Regions from separate parts of the Mus musculus genome. Here region 2 is linked to region 1. The links are chromatin contacts, called in public targeted proximity ligation maps. All regions are on one chromosome and are shown on one strand. The core of a region is the stretch at or near the end of the contact, and the rest is flanking DNA. Distances in the headings are between cores, read along the strand shown. Region 1 holds the start of Pycrl (pyrroline-5-carboxylate reductase-like). Region 2 overlaps Plec (plectin).

Region 1 (3,071 bases), core at 304-2,803:
AACAAAGCCAGTCTGATAAAGACCTAACAGGCAAGTGAGCTGGTGTGTCCTGGGGAAACGAAGTGGCCCCTCTGGTGGACACCACCTGGTTTTGGAGGATATAGGGGTAGAAAGCCTGGGCCAGACAGAAGTGCATGCTAAAACCTTCCCCAGGGAGCTAATGATGTCAGTGACAGTGTGTGTAGCAGCAAGAGGCAGGTGAACTGCCAGGTTCGACGTGTAAACTGCTAAGGCTTGTAGGAAGCCCTCCTCCCATGATCATGGGCCTCTGGACTTTGAAATACAACTGAAAGCAGAGAGCCAAAGGTCACCAACTTCCTCTACCCGCAATCTGTTCATAAAGTTTTCTAAATACTGTACAGCCGTGCTGGGCCAGTAAAACATCAGTTATATACACCAGCAGTCCTCAGCCCGGAAGAGTTTGCCTCTCTCCCCACCATACCCCTCAAGCTCCAGGTAGCAGACATTTGGAACTGGTGGAGAAACGTCAGTCTTCAAATTCAAGGTATTGTTGCCATAAAGAAATGACAAACCAGCGATAGCAGGCACTCTTCAGAGCACAGGGCCAATCCTCTTCCTCCCGAGTGTCCTCACAGCTGCCCACCTCTGAGAGTGGGGGCTGAGGAATGGGTAGCCTTTGGTTAAGCCAGAGGCTGAGGAGGAAGAGGCCAGGACGTCAGACATTTAACTTGGCATTAAGTCGGTTCAATCTAAGGCACGATTTGAGCCACATATGGAACTAGAAACTCGCAGCCACATTAAGGAGATAAAAAGTTAAAAGCGAGTCAGCGAGTGGCTCACACTTTTAATTCCAACACTCTGGGAGGCAGAAAAAGGTGGATCCCTGAGTTCAGGATCAGCCTGGTCTACCTGGGAGTTCCAGGCCAAATGAACCCTGTCTCGAAAAGAAAAGAAAAGAAAAGAAAAGAAAAGAAAAGAAAAGAAAAGAAAAGAAAAGAAAAGAAAAGAAAAGAAGAGAAGAGAAGAGAAGAGAAGAAGAGAAAAGAAAAGAAACAAGCAAACTCCACTACAAAGAAGTCACACGTGAAGTCAATCGTAATATTCTTTAATGCAATACATTTAAAGGAATATTCACCAATACAATCAATGTTAAATAAATGAACTGGTTTTTTTTGGTTTTTTTCCCCCACACCTCGCCTAACATGCCCACTCACCGGCCTGGGAAGGGACTGCGGACTCATCCAGCGATCCTGGAGGCCTTAATAGAGTCCTGATGTATGATTCTCACCCAGGAAACCAGCGAATTCACCCTACTGGCCCTTGGTGTACCACGTGCGCCCCTCCCGCCAAGGCTTACGAACTCCTCCCATTAGAACGAAAGCTCCCCCAGCCAGGCCTCGCCTCCCACCTGCTTGGATGAGGCCTCGGGCAATGGCCTCCGCCATGCGGCCTGCACCCACGAAGCCCACACGCCGAGGTTCAGACATTGTCGCCGCCATCCTGCTCTGAGCTGGCCTTCTCTCGTCCTTGCGGCAGCGGGTCCCGCCCACTAGAACTGCTTTGACCGACAGAAGCGACTGGGCGGGTTTGGGAGGACAGAGGGGCGGGGCGGGGCGGGGCGGGGCGGGCGCAGACACTTGGATTTTGACGCTTGAGGCGGGATTTCCCCCAAGCTTTGGTAAACCATTGGTCAGTGATTTTGCTGAGGGGAAAGAAGAGAAAGGAAGGGGAGCTAGTCCTAAGCAGGCTGTCTAATTCCTCCTGAGAAGCCTGAAGCTAGCTAGAGTCTCTCCAAAACCCTTACAGAGAGATTTAGAGGGGGAGAAAAACAAAAAAAACAAAAACCAAAAAACGCTTGAACCACTCCAGGATGGGCCTGGGGTGTAAGGTAGGTACTCCAAGCTCTTGCCTAGCTTGGGTGCCTTGGGTTCAGTCCTCGGAGTGGGTTCTGGTTCTCTACATTAAAAGCAGCACTAACCATCAGTCACTAATACACAGCACTTATTTTTTAATTTAAAAAAAACTTTTGAGTGCTTTAGTGTCTCACCAAAATAGTTATCTGTATTGAATTCCACATATAGTGACATTTAGTCACTTAGCTGGCTATATGTATAGTCATTTAGCTAAAGTGAGAGCAGAGGAAAGAAAAAGCAAGCAAATCAAGAAGCCCAAAACAGAAAAAAAGGCAGGTTTTCATGAGCAATCAGAAGCCTGGCTGTGGTGGCACACACCTTTGGTCTCAGTCCCAGGCAGGTGGAGCTCAAGTTTGAGGCCAGCCTGGTCTACAAAGCAAATTCCAGAACAGTCAAGGCCACAGAGAGAATCCCTGTCTAACTAACTAACTAACTAACTAACTAAATAAATAAATAAATAAAATGATCAGGATCCCAGCCTTCGTCTCATCCAAATTACCAATTCAAACAACCACCAGCATACAGGTGGTTTGTTGCTGTCTTGTTTTGAATGTGCATAATTAGGCAAACTAGAACACAGCACTTAGAAGGGCAGTGCATGCTGTCTTTGGACTGTGAGGTCCCACAGTAAAGATGGTCATCTCCTGCTTGCCACAATTGGGATGTGATGGCCAGTCCTTCCCTCTCTCTCACTGTGCGAGGTGAAGAGTTATAATTTCCTAATCTTTCCCCAGACCCCACCTGAAGCCTACAAGCACTAAGTCTGCCTGACATTAGATGGACACCTGTAAAACCAGGAGCTAAAAACTACAGCTAAATAAGGCTTTTCCTTCTTAGACATTAACTGTCTCAGGTAGCAACAGGGAACCTGCAGAATCCTCAATATGGAGACAAAAATCCATTCTATGGGGTGAGGGACATGAGTGTAAAGAACTTGTGTATTCTGGGCGGCACCCAGAAATGTTCAAGGCTGAGACTTGGCCTCAAGTCTGTCGGAAAGTGTATGCAGCTGTCTGGCCAGAGTGATCAAGGCACTCTGATTCTTAGGACAGGGTGCATTTCTTGACATAATGACACGTTTAACACTGACTGGTGGTCACTGGACAACTGAGTGTCTGGCAAGTTCTGATAGACTCAGATCAGCTCTTCCTGGGGGCTGGGAGCTACATCCTTAATTCCTTCCTTAATGTCCTGGCC
Region 2 (3,146 bases), core at 454-2,953, 270 kb after region 1:
CCTTGGAGGAGTTCTTTAAGGAGGAAAGAATTAGTCAGTGACTGCGGCTGCCTACCCCTCCCAGCCCCTCCTAGCCGCTTGCAGTCCCCACTCACCAGCAGCTTTGCATACTGCAGGTCTAGGCGACCTAGGCAGTCCCGGTAGGCACCCCGGGTGGCAGGGGAGAGCTGGCTCTGCAGGAGAGATCAGTGGGTAGTCAGGTCTGCAGTGGCCTGGGCCTAGCGCACAGCCACTGCCTCCCTCAGGCATACCGCTTACCTCATCATTCCGAGCCCGCTCGATCTTGGCCCGAAATTCCTCTATAGACTGATGCATGCCTCGGTGGCTGCCCAGCTGGGCCTCCACACTGGGCAAGTCCACGCCCCACTCAGCACTGTCTATTCGACGCTGGTTCTCCTCTACCCAGGCCAGCAGGTCTTGCAGGTAGCGCAGTGTGGAGTCCTCTAGCTCTGGGCGCCTCTGTGTACTCTGCAGGGTCACCTGGGTCACAGGGGCACCCACTCCTGCCTTCAGCCGGAGGTTGTACTCAGTGCGGATGGCTACCAGGCGCTCATGCAGACGATACACCCTGAGGAAGCACAGGAGTTGGGAGGTCAGGCGGGTCTCAGACCTCCTAACCCAGCCTTCCCAGGTAAGGTACATACCTCCGGTACATCTGTTCACCCTGTGGATGCCGCCCATCTTTAAGGGTCTGCACATCATTGAACAACAGCCGGATCATACCATCAGCCTTGTCCAGGTCTCTCTCGACTTCCCCAGCTCGCTGAGCCACCTTGCCTGAGGCCAGCAGCCGAATATCCTGCAAGACCGTCCTGAGTGACTTGGCCTGGCTAACTCTCCTACTCACTGCCTAGGGTTCTCAACCAACGCTGCCCCTTCACCCCTTCCCCCAGCCTAAAAATCAAGGTCCCGTGTGGCTCACAGCCTTGGATTCTCATTCACTCCTTTCCCTCCCAGTGAGCCCACACATCTTCCTAGCACGCTTCTAGACTAATCTGTATCAGTTCTCCCGGGACTCAGGATCCTGTTCAAAAGATTCCCACTAGGTCCAAGGACAGAGACTGTCCCAGCTTTGTTCACAGGAGACTCTGTGCCTCAAGCTCCATCACCTACCACATAACTTCTCCCACCCAGGCTCACACAGCCCTGTGCCTTATGGACCCCAAAGCCCTCATCTAGCCATGAGGCTGGGGTCTCCCTACTCCCTACTCTCTGAGGAAGGAGGGGATGAGGGCCACGCTGGAATGAAGCAGGGAGGCAGACAGTCCTGCCTGGTGGCCAGAGGCCAGTTCTGCTCACAAAAGGAGGTCAGGGTTGGCAGCAGACCAAAAGGGCCCGGTTTTCCCGCCCTAGTGCCACACCCTGGGCCTGTAGCCCAGCAGGCCACAACCCTGGCTGCAGAGTAAGCAGCCCGATGCTCCTCCTACCTCCCTCAGGCCTGGAGGGGTGCCCACCCTACCCCTTGCCCCGCCTCTCTTCTCTCCCTCACCGACTGCAGTAGGGCGTCCGCCTGGTTCAGCTGCTCCTCACACAGCCCAGCCTCCATCTGTAGCTTGCTCACAATGCGCTGAAGACACTCCAGCCTATGGACCAGATCACGGCAGAGCCCCACAGGGAGTCACTCAGGGGCCCCCCACACTGCAGCGTCAGAGGAGCTCCCCTCTGCTCTGGCCTCTCAGCCTGCCTCGGGCGTACTGTCCCGCTGGCCCCAAACACCGAAGCTTGGTCGGGTGTGGGGGGGTTTCCTCCTCAGGCAGTGACTCACCCTAGGGTGGTTCCCCTGCCACCACAGGGCCCCACCCGCCCGCTGTCTCCCGCACCGCCTGCCACCCTCCACATGGCCCACCTCTCAAACTCGCTTCGCAGTTGCTTCTCCCGCTCCAGGATGGCCACATGCAGCTTGCCCCACTCCTTCTCCACATCTAGTGGGTGGTAGCCAGGGGGAATCTTGAGCTGGCCCGCTTGTACTGCCCCCTGTGAAGAGGGGCAAGCTCAGGCCTAAACTGGACACAGGGAATCCTGGATGCTGTGCCCCTCAGCTTCTCCACAACCTGGCATAACTTTGGCTCCTAAGCACTAGGGATAGGCAAGAGCAAGCCATACTACAGAGGCATTGAATTCTGGGGCTCAGACGTCTCGATTTATCTACCTAGGGAATACATGACCCTCATACCCCCCAGCTGTCCCCAAACCAGAAGACACCCCACTCACTCCCCTTAGAAGCACCTCACTTTACCTCCAAAGACTGGTAGATAACTTTGGACCGGTTTTTGTCTGCCTCCTTGGCAGGAAGTTCTGTCTCCTTGAACTTCAAAAACTGGCACCATAGGATCTGTAGAGGCAAGGGGTGTCAGCAGCTACACCAAGACAATCCAAGGATGCCAGCCCAAGTAGGCAGGCCTACCTCAATCTCTTCAAAGCTGGAGGGGAACTTGCGCTCCTCAAAAGCAGCGGTGTGGTGCCGGATCCATTGCAGCAGCAGCAACACAAGCTCCCGGTACTCCTGCCAACGAAGCTGCAGCTCCTAGGAGCAAAGGCCTGAGTGAGCAACCTTCAGGGTCTCGGGATCTAGTACACTATGCACCGTCAGTCAGGGACACCCGTCAAGGGCACCCGTCCACCCACTTACATTGGCCCTCACTCCGTCCTGTGCACCAGGCACGCGGGGCATAGCATCGTACAGGGATGAAACATAGGTGATGATGGACTTTTCATCAGGCTGAGGGACGTCCACATCTGCAGGGAGAGGTTGGCTCAGTGGGGTCCAGGCAGCAAGGGTGAAGATGGGGAAAGCCAGCGGATCGTACCTTCTGGGTCCAGGAGCCGTGTAACTCCCAGGTCCCGCTCTGCCACCGAGAATGCCTGGTCTAGGTTCTCCAGGTTGGTCTGTCGATACACTTTATTCATATCTATGAGCATGGGCCTGTGGACAAGTTGGGATGATAACAGAGACACCCACTGAGCAGGGCTACATAAACGTTCCTTCGTACATCCTAGCAAACAGAGCCCATACCCTCTTACTTCCCTAACATCTCCAATCCTGCCCTGAGGGAGTTGATTTTTGTTTTGGGTTGGGGGGTTGTTGTGGTTTTGAGGCAGGGTCTTCTTTGTAACCCTGGCTGACTATAACTCCTGTGTAGACTAGA

Evidence for each region.
Region 2: a targeted proximity ligation map of pancreatic cancer cells shows a contact between it and region 1. A contact is called at or near these places in 3 of 39 promoter capture datasets (the C10 cell line, embryonic stem cells and pre-B cells), 3 of 484 Hi-C or Micro-C datasets (B cells, CD4 T cells and embryonic stem cells), 10 of 130 datasets of targeted methods (the 230-238 cell line, the SCID.adh cell line, astrocytes and 6 more) and 4 of 9 other capture datasets (adipose tissue, liver, macrophages and 1 more).

Annotation. Positions count from the first base shown.
Region 1 is chr15:75,920,007-75,923,077 of GRCm38.p6, forward strand. It overlaps Pycrl (pyrroline-5-carboxylate reductase-like), which reads right to left and starts at 1,554. Exons shown (of 6, transcript NM_025412.2): 1 at 1,370-1,554. The coding sequence starts at 1,460.
Region 2 is chr15:76,188,613-76,191,758 of GRCm38.p6, forward strand. It overlaps Plec (plectin), which reads right to left. Exons shown (of 33, transcript NM_001163540.1): 8 at 2,808-2,923; 9 at 2,630-2,736; 10 at 2,405-2,524; 11 at 2,237-2,332; 12 at 1,847-1,974; 13 at 1,490-1,583; 14 at 645-799; 15 at 259-568; 16 at 96-173; 17 at 1-13. Among named protein-coding and RNA genes, the nearest start is that of Plec, 16 kb to the right of the region's middle.